Regions from separate parts of the Mus musculus genome. Here regions 2, 3 and 4 are each linked to region 1. Evidence: chromatin contacts called from public HiChIP or PLAC-seq data. All regions are on one chromosome and are shown on one strand. The core of a region is the stretch at or near the end of the contact, and the rest is flanking DNA. Distances in the headings are between cores, read along the strand shown. Region 1 holds the start of Nod1 (nucleotide-binding oligomerization domain containing 1). Region 2 overlaps Gm34358 (a long non-coding RNA gene). Region 3 overlaps Znrf2 (zinc and ring finger 2). Region 4 has its middle 9.0 kb from the start of Gm34358.

Region 1 (2,969 bases), core at 226-2,725:
CCACAGCAGTGTCTCACGAGGGCAATACAACTATCCAAATGGCCAAGATGGAATGGGACAGCACCAGAAGCTGGTGATATGCTATGAAGCAGTCACTTAGCTGGTCAACGGTGGAAATGCTAAATGGTTTAGCTATTTCAGAAGATAGATGAATAGGCATTTGAGAAATTGATGCCAAAGGCTGAAAATAGCCCAAAAAGGTAAGCAGTATTTCAAAAAGCTACAGGAACATGTGCTTCGGAATACTGCCCAAGGAAAATAATTAAAGGGGAATCACTATTGATACAAGCAATGGTCTCGGTGAATCCTCTTAGGATTATACTAAATGAAAACAAAATAGCAAAATACTAGAGCCAGTAGGACTGTTCAGTGGGTAAAGGTGCCTGCTACCAAGTCGGAATTCAATTATGCCCCAAAGCCACATGGTGGAAAGAGAAAACCAAGCCCTGCCATTGTTCTATGATCCCCACATGTGCATCATAATATGTATGTACTCATACACCCAAACACACACAAATGTAATACAGAATTTTAAAATGTTATTCCAAAGTGCAGCCTGATTCCATCTATTTTAAAAGTCTTGATACATTTCTAGCAATGCGAACAAGTTTGTGGTTGCCAGAGGCTGAGCACAGGGTGGGACGGTGAACAAGGTTGCTTGGGGTGGACCTGTTCTGTATCTTGACTCTATTAGTAGTCTGTTTTCTGCTTACCATAGCTTTTTTTGTGTTGTAGCTCTTCAAGACTGGGGCAAATTGAGTTACAGGTACATGAATCTGCATTATTTCCTCCAGTTATTTATTAATTTACAAATATCCCAAAATAAAAAGTCCAAAATAACAAGTAAGGAACAGCTGTCCCCAAAAATGTAAATAATAGTCTAAGCAAAAAGCAGAAGGCTAAGAATGAACAGTGCCCTGCAGGTGCACAGTACGGTTGTTCTGGCTCCGTCTTAGCACATCAGGCTCTTAGAATCAAAGTTTTCCTTTCAGTCACTTAGCTGCAGCACTGCAGCACACTGCAGGAGGAGGGAGGCCTTCACGCATGCAAGAACACAGTTCTTGCAGTTTCGGTTTTGCTTTTCTCAGAGGGTCAACTTCATGCGAGTTTTCATAACCATGACTACATGTGGCCAAAAATCTCAAAGCACTTTTGTTTAACTGTCAAAAACGTTTAAAAATATTTATTCGGACGGTTTATTAACATGTTAATTCCTTTACGTAATTCCTTACAGTAAAGGAAAAGGCTCTAGAATATTCGTGGTCAAGAGAAGACTTAACGACAGAGGAGGAGAAAGTCTCCGTCTCTGAAAGTAGATCAAACTGAATCTTATTTTGATCTTAGTTTGCTTAGTTTAACAGCCTTTCTGCCCGGGTCCCGGCATTGGTTGTGGTTACAGGCGCTGGGTGGCACTCTCAGGGGGCGGGCCTTGGCTCTCCGCGGCCGTGGCAGAGCTGGCACGACGAGTTCCCAGGGTGTCACCCCTGGGCGAACTGCGAGGCCTGCCCACTCCCACTGCGCAGTGGCCGCTCGTCCGATGCAGTGTGCGGCGGCTCCTTCCCGGGAAACGAGACAGGGGGGCAGCGCTACGGATGGTCCCCGCCTCCTCCGCCCGCTCCGCCCTGTTCCCTCCCCGGAGCCCACCCGAGCCCAGGCGCGGCCGGCCGTAGACACAGCCAGCTCCTGATCCCGGACCGCGAGCGGTAGCGCCCTCCCTCCCAGCTGTTGTCCCGCCCGATCCGCGACCCTAGTCCCCGGATCCCCTTGCTGAGAGTCACCGTACTCCAGGGCCAACTGAGCCAAAGTCCTGCCAACTTGGTAAGTCATGGGGGTTGGCGCCCGCAGGCTCTGTAACCAGCTGAGGAAATGTAAGGCTGCTGTGGAAGAGCTCTGGCTGAAACTCCAGGGGAGAGACCCCCGCCTCCCACCCCTCACCCAGAGTGTCAGATGCAGCCCTAGTTCAGAGATCAGCGGAATCAAGATCCCAGTGTGATCTAAGGCCTGCGTTTTCAGCCCGCCTGCCTGCAACTTAAAGTGTAGCAAATCCAGACACCCAGACTATTCGACAAATTAATTCTGTCGGAATGTCTAAACTATTGCTTCAGAGCTCCCTTGGTGATTCCAATGTGCACGTAGGGTTAGGAGTCTGAGACCAATGGGCAGGCAGCCTTCAAAAGAAAGTGCCTGCTGACCTGGACCTTCCTGAGCGCGTGCTGCAGACAGGCTGGCTGCTTCCAGGAACCTCCTATGGTCCTGGAGCCAAAGGAGAACTTCCCTTGAGTTTCATGGGATACAAAAGAAGGAAGCAAGACAATGCTTGCTTGGCAGAGTTGCCCGAATATCAAACTGAAAAAAAGTCCTCGAGTGTGCAGTGTTTTCATAGACTGTAAAAAGCATAAAAGTGGACAGACTGCAAAGCACCTTTGTTATTTGCCTAAGTTATTGGTGTTCGAAATTGCCTCGGGAGGCCAGAGAACCCTTGACAAGTGCCCTCCATCCTTTAAGGGTGAAGCCAAAGGTATAGAATGGAGTCTGATTGCCTTCCTAAAAGCAGCCTTCCTGCTTTAGATGTTAAGGATACCTGGAGTGTATGGGTAACTTCCAGGACATCTGTTGGAGAGGAGAGGTTCCTCTGTTGTACCTGGGAGCAGAGATCTGTGTGGTAGTTGTGATCCAGGAGCCACTGGAAAACAGACAGGTATGCTGGCCAGGAGAGAGGCAGACTAAAAACCCAAGGCAGAGAGGTGGGAGAGGGAGGACCCTTGCAAAGGTCACAAGAGTTTTGTTTTTATTGAACATACACCCAGTAAACCTGGTTCCAATCTTTGATTCTGTCACTTGAGTGATGTGATTGGCTGCAAGTTCAAAATGATCCCTTCGAGCCTCTCTTTTCTTACTGGTAAAGTCTAGACAAAGTGAGGCTTAATACAGATTAAGGTAACATCCACCCCACACCTTATGGTCCCTGG
Region 2 (3,126 bases), core at 380-2,879, 190 kb before region 1:
CAAAAGAAAGCATTTAATTAGGGGCTTGCTTACAGTTTCAGAGGGTAGTCCATGACCATCACAGCGGGGAACATGACAGCATACATGATACTGAGAGCTTTACATCCAATCCAAAGGCAGCCGGCAGAGAAAGAAACATGCCATGGGCTTTTGAAACCCCAAAGTCCACCCTCAGCTTGTCCAGTGATTTCTGTCTCCCAGTGGAAAGGCTATAAATTCAGTTGTTGCTACTGTTCATGAGGCTAGATATTTCTGCTAGTCTTCAGTCTACATTGGAATCCCAAAGATGAAGCTTCTAATCGTAGTAAAAAAAAAATTTAAAAATTAAAAAAACAAAAAAACAAAAAAAACTTAGCAGCAGGCTAGATAAACTTTCCAGTAACTGTGAACGCAATCAGGCAAAAAAGCAAAAGCCTCCATCTCTCATATTGTGCTCCCACCAGAAGGCGTGGCCCAGATTTAGGACAGGTCTTCCCACTTTAAATGATCCAATAAAGAAAACACCTCACAGGCATGCCCAGTTGCTTGGGTTTTAGTCAATCCCAGATGTAGTAAAATTGACAACCAAGACCACCAACCACACCCTCCATTTTGCAGATGCATAAATTGGAGCTCAGAGAACATAAAGACCCGCCTTGGGTAAGTAAGGGGTAGCCTGGGTTTCCATCCTATCTGTGCCTGGCTGCCATGGGAATGGATAGATGATGAGATTAGGTGCCCCGTGTGTTCTGTGCCCAGGGCAGAGAGGCCAACAAGGTGGATCCCAGGGCCTATATAATCTTCATCAACAGAAGGACAGACTGGCAGGGACCCTGGCTCTGCCTCATGGAAGCCTGAAGCCCAGAGTTTGCATCTCTCCTGGTGAGCAGAGGAGAGCTCCCCTGGGGCTGGGGTAGATATAACACAAGCTTCTTCCCGGAAGTGTGGGGCCCGGCACGGGGCCCTCATTGGGACAGGTGGCTTCATTCCTGGGCCTGTCAGAGCTCTGGAGTAGGAATCTGCCTTCCCTCCCTTCTAGGAAAACGCCCTCTTGCTTTGGAGGACTCTAATTGCCGTCACCACCAGCATCGTGGTGGCGACCTTTCTGAAAACTGTCCTGTGCTTTTATAGCAAGAAGAACTTGCCACAAAATGGATCCGATGGCACCAGGAATGAAGCCACCTGCCCCATGAAGGGCTCTGTGCGAGGACACACATTTCCTGGAAGAAGTCTTTCCTATATACACCCCACCCCCAGGGGAGCTCTTCCCTGTTCGCCACAAAGATGCAGACTTGATGCTCCATGCTGGTATCCATGAGACAGAGCCTGGGTCCTTGTCAGTCTGTGCTGTTGATGAAGATTGTGCATCCCCTGGGATCTACCTTGCTGGCCTCTCTGTCTGGGGCACAGAGCACACGAGCCATCTACTCATGACTACCCCCAGGGCGGGGTGGGACCACAGCTTCAGGAATGTTCAGCGTACCATCCACCCTAGGCCCCTGTACTCTTAGCTGCTTCAGCCCAGCATCCTCCTGTTTCCTCTTCCGATGCTGGTCCCCACCAGCCTTCTTTCCTGTCTCTCTCCTGCTCATACTGGAGCCCAGCCAGAGCTTCCCACAAACCTCACGGTACAGCAATACTTGCTGCATAAATAGTAAGTGGTGAGTCACAAAACACGGTATCTATAGAAGACCTATTGTTTGCAGGCATTGAACACCAGGGACAAACCAGGTGAAATATCTCTGTTAGAAGAAACAAAACCACAGGAACACTTGGTGGGTCTTAAGTAGGACAACAACGAGTAGGTTGAGGGGTGTAGGACAAGCTGCTGTTGCAGTTGCAAGTCCTGTGGGTTTGCCAGTTCCTAGAAGCAGAACAGTGAAGAGGTTTTGGGGATTTGCCCTAGAACAGGCAAGGGAGTGGGAGGAACCATCTTTATTCAGCCTGGTAGCGGGAGCTCTGGGCATTCTATATACATACTCTGCCTTGAAATCTTCTGTCACACTACAACAAGTACAGTGGCCTGCTCCCCAATCTAGTAACAGTATCATCTTCTCCAAGAGAGACAGCTCCTTTTGCCCTTTAATTGGATGAGAGCCAGGCCAGGCAGACTGTTTCTAAGTGAACTGGCTTATTACACTGCACATAAAACCGGAAGAAGCAAAAACATATAACAGGAGGAATAGATGAAAATACCAGACAAACCAGGTGGTAGAAAGTCACCTGAGAACAGAACACTAGCAAGGAAAATAATAGCTTGTGCCCACAAAAGAAACTGCCAAAGTGGCTCAAGAGACCACCCTTCAAGGTGATTCCTATGGGTAGGAGTGTCGCCATAGTGCCAAGGATAGAGATGGAGAAGTTCACTGGGGCAGGGTCTCGGGTCAGGCACTCAGTCTGACGGTGTTTGTATTTATAGCCATAGAAAGTATTATCTGAGCTCTTGGATGTCCATTTCAGGGGAAAGGCCCAGGTACGGACAGTGTCATTTACATATGGATGCACAGTTGCCAATGTGGCTGTCAGCCAGTTGTCAGGGTGACTATTAGCCACCCATTTGGCTCCGTTAGAGCTTTTGTTAGAAGTTCAAGATGGAGTTGGTGCTGTCAAAGCATGATCTCATTAATCATAATTAGAATACCAATTTGCTCCGTATCACAAGAACCACATCACAGCAAAGGACATGTCTCAAGGCTTCTACAACCCTGTGTTAGTCAACTGGCGGCCGTGGACTGTCTAGACCTGGAATAGAAAGGAAGTGGACTCTCTCAGCAAAGCAGCTGACCTTCCATAAAACAATGCACAGGACTAGAGGGAAGCAGGTGTGAGGAGTGCCCAGTATGGCTGAAGAGTGTCTCTATGAAGTGACCTTTGAAGAAGGAGAGGGGAAAAGAAGCGCAAGAAGTGTCCAGTGAGGGGCTGGTGAGATGGCTCAGCAGGTAAGAGCACCCAACTGCTCTTCCGAAGGTCCTGAGTTCAAATCCTAGCAAACACAAGGTGACTCACAACCATCCATAAGGAGATCTGACTCCCTCTTCTGGAGTGTCTGAAGACAGCTACAGTGTACTTACATATAATAAATAAATAATTCTTTAAAGATGGGAGGTAATCTTTTTTAAAAAGAAGTGTCTAGTGAAGTATCTTTGA
Region 3 (3,061 bases), core at 165-2,664, 140 kb after region 1:
TATAGTAAATAATTTAATTTATGAAATTCAACATCATATGATTTATGTATAAAAAAAACCTAAAATCCCACATCAAAAACAGCCATACAAACATATCTCTATGACTTCAAGGTCAGCCTGGTCTACACATGCTAGCCAAGGACACTTGCTACTTAGTGAGACCCTGGTCTAAGAAAAAAAGGAAAAGAGGGGGTGGGAAGTAATGATCTTTTCTTCTTCAATTATAGGAACAAATTTATAAATAACATTTTAATTTAAACTCATAAGCCTGTGTCTATTAAAGATCAATACAGTGAACCTCATTCATAAAACCTTATTTTATAACCCAATGGTATGAGAAGATATATTTGAACTATGTACACACAAAAAACCTTCTATGTATCTACATTAGACAGAGAACCAGAATGCAATATAAAATAAATGTGCAGCTAAAAAATGAGCAAAGCTGATAAATAGGCAGTGCAAAAACATACAAACATGGCTAGCAATGAGAAAAACACACAGACATGGCTAGCAATAAGAAAAACACACAGACATGGCTAGCAATGAGAAAAACACAGACATGGCTAGCAATGAGCACATGGAAATGATTATTTTCACTAGTACTCAAAAAATGCAAGTGAAAAGGTTTTATCAGCAAAACAGGGAAAATAGTTTTCTAAAAAGAAGAAAACTAACAGTAAAGTTAGCAGAAATCATATTAGTGGCACAGAATAAATTAGTATGCCCTTAGGGAGGGTTGATGTCTAATGAAAATTAAGTTGTGCATTCTGTTTAAATAGAAAATTTTATTTCTTGGTAATTGTTGTATAATAAATAAAGAACCTGTCAGGGTTTTTTGTTGTTGTTGTTGTTGTTGTTGTTGTGTTGTTGTTGTTGTTTTTAGTTTTAGTTTAGTGATTGAACCACACCCGACTTCATGTTTCAGAGACATTTAGAGTAGAAGCTAGAAAGGACTCCTGGTGACTGGAGAATGTAGCTCTGAGTCAGCCCCAAGCTCCAGCGAAGCTGGATGAAGGTTAGAGTCAGTAAATGGACTGGCAAATTTCCAATTAATCATGTCCATATAATGAAATCCAAATAAGTGATGTGGCTAGCAAGACTTGGACGAGCTCTCTGGTGCAGGCACACAGAGCGTGTGTTCTGTGGGAGCCACAGTCCCGGGAGGCAGGTGTAGGAGTGGGCAACTCTCAGAGAGGGAGGGCTCCATTTTGCTGGCCCTGTTCTAATTTTCATAATCAAGCTGCAATAGTAATGGCCGAGTTCTCCTGAGCTGTGTACATCAGTGCTGAGTTACCAAACCTGAGAAGTTCAGGATGGGAGCCCAGCCTGTTAGCCCAGCTGCTCTGGAAGCTAGAACTCGATCATCACAAGTCTGAGGCTTGCCTAGGCAACTTAATGTGATCTTATCGCAAACAGTGAGGGAGCTGGTGTTCCAGAGCACTTGCTTGGCATACAGGAAGCCTTGGACTCAATGCCAGTACTGGGAAATAACCAAAAAACCTGAGAAGTAGTGGCCTGGGAAGCCCTGAAGCATGGCTTGCATATGAATGCAGCTTTCTTGAATCTAACACTAATCTTAGGTGATTGATACCTCACTCTATTATACCTACTGCTGTCAAAACAGCATCCATACTGGAAGAGTTTGTGCATGTACAAAGACATAGTCAGTGATACTTATTACAATACTGGAAAGAGCTCAGCAGGAGAGCACTTGACGACTAGCACATGCAAGGTCCTACTTAATCTCTAACAGACACAAAAACTAGAACGTTCCTAGATGCTCAGTAACAGGAAAGATTTAAGGAGCTACAGTGCCTATGTATCATAGAAATGTAAACACAAAATGGCTAACAACAAGAGTTGGGTTTATATGCTCTCACAGAAAAATCCCCTAAACACATTAAACAGAAAAGTGGGTTTCAAAACTGTCTGAGGTTGCCAATTAAAGACTGTACTGCTGAGAAGAGACGCCATGGCAAGGCAACTCTCTTAAAAGGAGTAAAAGGAGGCATTTAACTAGGGCTGGCTTACAGTTTGGGGAGCAGAGGGCGTAAAGAGCGAGCTCTGACAGGTCTCTCTCCACTGTGTGTGTTCTGGGGACCAAACTCAGGTTGTCAGGTTTGGCAGCAAGTACTCTCTTATCAATAGATCCATCTCACAGTTCCCAAAATAAAATATATAAGTTAATATACAAAATTAATCTAATGACACAATGAAAAACTAGTACTCAGTCTTTGGAAGGCATGTAAATGAGTGATAATTTTCACATAAAATCAGAAAAGCAGAGGCAGACTCAGCCTCTTTGGAGTGAAGGTCTGTCCAAAGGGCAGCACTGCCCAGGTGAGGCAAGAAGCGGTAAGCCCGCCCACAAGAATTGGTAAGGACCCGCCCAGAGGGGCTCCTGGGCTTTGGATGGCCAGGAAGTCCCAGTTCTACTAGAGATGCTGTGTTTAGAGGTACCTTCCTGGACCATGACAACACAATGGTCAAAGGCAAAGAGACATTTGATACTGAATCCGAGGGAAAAAAAAACAAAAACAACTTTTTCTCTTTAAAAACAACAACAACAAAAAAATCTTTCTTGCTATGCTCCTGTAACATGGGAATAAAAAGCTATGTCTTGGGGCTGGAGAGATGGCTTAGTGGTTAAGAGCACTTATTACTTATTAATCTTGTAGACAATTTTGAGTTTAGTTCCACAGTCTGAGTTTGGTTCCACAGTCTCCCACAACTCCAGTTCCAAGGGATATATATGACACCCTCTTCTTGCTTCAGCAGGCACCAGGCATTCTTTCATAGATACAGGCCAGCCATTCACACACATAAAATTAAAAGTAAGGCTTAAAAAACAAGCATGTCTCCCAGAGCTAGAGAAACAGCTCTGAGGTCAAGAGCGCCTACTCAGATCAGGAGGTCCCAGTTTGGATCCCAAGATCCACAGACAAAGCAGGCATCCCAACTCCCAGGCGGTGAACACCCTCCTGTACACACTTACACACCCAACACCCATTTGCATATACCGTCACCCAGACACTGATATACATAAAATAAATCCACC
Region 4 (2,890 bases), core at 86-2,585, 170 kb before region 1:
AGAGAACTGATGTCACCCACTTTAGGTTGAGCTTAAAAAACACACAGAATTCACATAGGCAATTTGGCTCCAATCAGCTTCTATTGAGACCTACTATGTGCTGTGACAAAAATCACCACACAGAATCAATATTTGGGGACATGTGTGATGGTATTTATGCTACGTTCAAAACCAATTTCCGGTTTTTCCTCAGAAGCCGTTGTGGGTGGTGGGAATGACACAGGACTATTTGAATCTCTTTTGTCAATATTCTTTATACCTGCCAAAGAGAACATTCTGCGACCATACAAGAAGACGCTGTTCTCAGCACAATACCTCCTATTATCACTGAATCAATGGCTCCAGGCTTGGGGCAAGAGCATTGTGTCTTTTTTTAAGGAAAGAAAAAAGTTAGATCCTTTGAGGTTCCTAAGCATGCTGATAGGGTTTTCAGTCTATTGTGAGGTGTGGTTCCTCCTGCCCTATTACGATCCTGCACATTACAAGGCTGCTGTGGACTCAGTGAAAAGAAAGACAAAGCTGTATGCACCATTGGGTGAGGTTTTGAGTCTCCCTTCACAGTGTTCAGTAAGAGCAGTGGGGTGGGGGTGGGGTGGGGATGTCGTCATCAGGTCAGCAGGCATGCTGGGTGGGCAGGGCTGATGCTCTTCCTACAAGCCCTGGGAATCAAGGTTGCTGCTTCTAATGGCACCAAAGCATGCTGTTTTAGAGCACCGATTCCTGGCCCACAAATTCTGGGCTTCAACTCCGAGGGCCACTGCACATGGGCTCTGTGACCTTAGGTCCATTGCCTAATCTCTCTATGCTTTCTTCCCTGGGTGGTATGAGGAATATAGAAATTCACGCAGTGCAGTCACCCTCCAGTGCCAGGAAAGACTGAATCCAGGACCTCTGTGAATACTAAATTCCATGGGACTTCAGGTGCCTCACATAAAATGGCATAGTATTTCCATATAATCCCTGCACATCCTACCATATACTTCAAATCACCTTCAGATTACTTATAAAGGACACTGCCTGTTCTGTAAGTAGCTGCTGATACACTGTTCTGTGAGGGATAATAACAAGAATAGAAGTCCGTGCACATTCAGGGCAGATACAGTTTTTGTCGTTTTGTTTTTCTGGTGCTGGGGCTCCCTTTGTGGATATCACTGACCTGAGGCTGGTTGAGCCCATGGAGGTAGGACCTACAGACACAGGTGGCTTCATGGCTACAGGGACTGGCATCATACCCAGCAAGAGCCAAGGCTTTGTGTACACCAGCCATAACTACTCCAACTTCAGATAACTCACAAAGCCAGACGTTCAGAAACTCGGAAGTCATGGGGCAGTGTGGGATTTCACTTCCCCACTAAACATACCAGTTTCTAAAAATGGTGTTGCGGTGGCCTTCGGGGACACAAAGCAGCAAGATGACTCTCCCTTCTCTCAGCCCAATCACATCCATCATAAGAATCCCCTGGGACCCATGGCTCACTGTTCCAGGATCATAACCTCTGTTAAGCAGCCCAGCTGTTCTCTGATGACAGGGAAGCCAGCGTCTCTGAGAACAGAGCCTGGCTCCTTTTGCTTCTCCTCCTGTCCCAGCATATCCTTCTACATGGCCCCTTCTTCCCCTGACCTGAGCTGGGCCACACACTGGGATGCATGTGTCTATACTTCATCCCTAGAGCAGCTCCCGGGCTTGTTCTCCACCATCCTCAGATACCTGCCAGGGTTCCACATACGCATATCTATAGTACTCCCTACTCCAAGTTCAGAATTAACATCCTGGTCTTACTTTCCCTGGAAACCCTCACCCTCCAGAGTTCCCAGCTGAGGTGAGGAACCACCTAGGCCTAAGGCTCAGGAGGCCTGTAGGCCTCTCCTTGAGAGCCATTATTAAATGTCTGACCAAGGTCTTCCCACCTGGAACCTAGGAAAAACTGCAAACCAAGTCATAGCCAATCTCCCCTCTGAAGGTTTTTTGTTTTTCATCTTTAAACAAAATAATCTGTGTTAAAATATATAATATGTACCACTAAATTTTGGGACAAAAAAAATTAAAACCCTCAAAAACGCAATGAAAAAGTCATTGATAGTATTAGTATAGTGCTTCCTTCATTATTAGGACCAAGTAGCTGACAAGAAATGTAAACAAGGGTTATTTGTGTTCACATGGTTCAGTGGGTACAGCACAACGGGTGGGCATGGCTGTCAGTGATGGTGGGAATTTACAAGGGAAGTTGGTTCAGCTCTTGACAAATCAGGTAGCAAAATGCTTGGTCAGGAAACACAGAGCTTAGCCCAAAGCAGTGTTCAGGCTAGCAGTGGGTCTAGAAGAAGCAGTGCTCAGCTATGGTCCCCAAAGTCCAGCCCCACTGACTCAACTCTACCATCATACTTCCTACCTCAGAGGTTCTATAGCCTCCAAAACCAAAATCATCAGCCGGGGACCAAGTGTTCCAACACTAGACCTATGAGGGCACTTCAGAACCTAACAGGAAGTTGCCACCTTCCAGAGTTTATTGATAGACACATGAGCTTCATCCACACTTACAGAAACTAGCCATCCAGCCCCATCTCCAGCTGGCAACACTAAATGTGGAGTCGTGACTTGTAATTCAGATACATAGGTCAATGGAGTGGACAGGCATAGAACCCAACCGTGGAAAACACTATGTATCAACTGGGCAAGGATGTGGTGTCCTGTTGTCTGTCCAAATACCTGATGAGATGCTGTAGTGAAGGTATTATCTGGATGTGACTTAGCATCTCAATCAGTCTCTGAAGTGGAAACGCCTAGTTCTTTGGAAAGTTAGATGTTTTGCTGGGGCACACAGGTGAAAGGATGTCTTGCTAAAACAACATGTGAAACACTGTTATCCTAAAGTAGACACAGGTGAAAGGA

The links. HiChIP or PLAC-seq counts read pairs in DNA pulled down with a chosen protein or histone mark.
Region 2: a contact with region 1 is called in a FOXA1 HiChIP or PLAC-seq map of pancreatic cancer cells. The contact joins the enhancer-like site here to the promoter of Nod1 in region 1. A contact is called at or near these places in 8 of 39 promoter capture datasets (cranial neural crest, embryonic stem cells, frontonasal cranial neural crest and 3 more), 2 of 484 Hi-C or Micro-C datasets (Th2 cells and epidermal suprabasal cells), 5 of 115 datasets of contacts at active chromatin or transcription factors (bone marrow-derived macrophages, embryonic stem cells and pancreatic cancer cells) and 5 of 9 other capture datasets (adipose tissue, embryonic stem cells, liver and 2 more).
Region 3: an HNF4G HiChIP or PLAC-seq map of pancreatic cancer cells shows a contact between it and region 1. The contact joins the enhancer-like site here to the promoter of Nod1 in region 1. A contact is called at or near these places in 1 of 39 promoter capture datasets (macrophages), 1 of 15 datasets of contacts at CTCF or cohesin (CD8 T cells), 7 of 484 Hi-C or Micro-C datasets (CD8 T cells, Th17 cells, beige adipocytes and 4 more), 5 of 115 datasets of contacts at active chromatin or transcription factors (the SCID.adh cell line, bone marrow-derived macrophages, craniofacial prominence and 2 more) and 3 of 9 other capture datasets (adipose tissue, liver and pancreatic islet).
Region 4: an H3K27ac HiChIP or PLAC-seq map of microglia shows a contact between it and region 1, with 5 times the contacts expected there. The contact joins the enhancer-like site here to the promoter of Nod1 in region 1. A contact is called at or near these places in 10 of 39 promoter capture datasets (the 3T3-L1 cell line, 3T3-L1-derived adipocytes, cranial neural crest and 6 more), 1 of 484 Hi-C or Micro-C datasets (Th2 cells), 4 of 115 datasets of contacts at active chromatin or transcription factors (bone marrow-derived macrophages, embryonic stem cells, microglia and 1 more) and 3 of 9 other capture datasets (adipose tissue, embryonic stem cells and pancreatic islet).

Annotation. Positions count from the first base shown.
Region 1 is chr6:54,971,118-54,974,086 of GRCm38.p6, reverse strand. Nod1 (nucleotide-binding oligomerization domain containing 1) reads left to right here and starts at 1,475. Exons shown (of 12, transcript NM_172729.3): 1 at 1,475-1,818.
Region 2 is chr6:55,160,149-55,163,274 of GRCm38.p6, reverse strand. All of the region lies in intron 1 of Gm34358 (a long non-coding RNA gene), which reads right to left. Among named protein-coding and RNA genes, the nearest start is that of Gm34358, 7.3 kb to the right of the region's middle. Within about 2 kb of position 1,629, at least 17 of the 459 cell types and tissues checked have an H3K27ac peak or open chromatin away from gene starts, as enhancers often do. A contact at or near this core is called in pancreatic cancer cells, where this site is marked.
Region 3 is chr6:54,829,549-54,832,609 of GRCm38.p6, reverse strand. The region is part of intron 1 of Znrf2 (zinc and ring finger 2); the gene reads right to left. Among named protein-coding and RNA genes, the nearest start is that of Znrf2, 14 kb to the right of the region's middle. Within about 2 kb of position 1,414, at least 53 of the 459 cell types and tissues checked have an H3K27ac peak or open chromatin away from gene starts, as enhancers often do. A contact at or near this core is called in CD8 T cells, pancreatic cancer cells, pancreatic islet and 1 more, where this site is marked.
Region 4 is chr6:55,144,021-55,146,910 of GRCm38.p6, reverse strand. No RefSeq gene overlaps it. Among named protein-coding and RNA genes, the nearest start is that of Gm34358, 9.0 kb to the left of the region's middle. Within about 2 kb of position 1,335, at least 20 of the 459 cell types and tissues checked have an H3K27ac peak or open chromatin away from gene starts, as enhancers often do. A contact at or near this core is called in microglia, where this site is marked.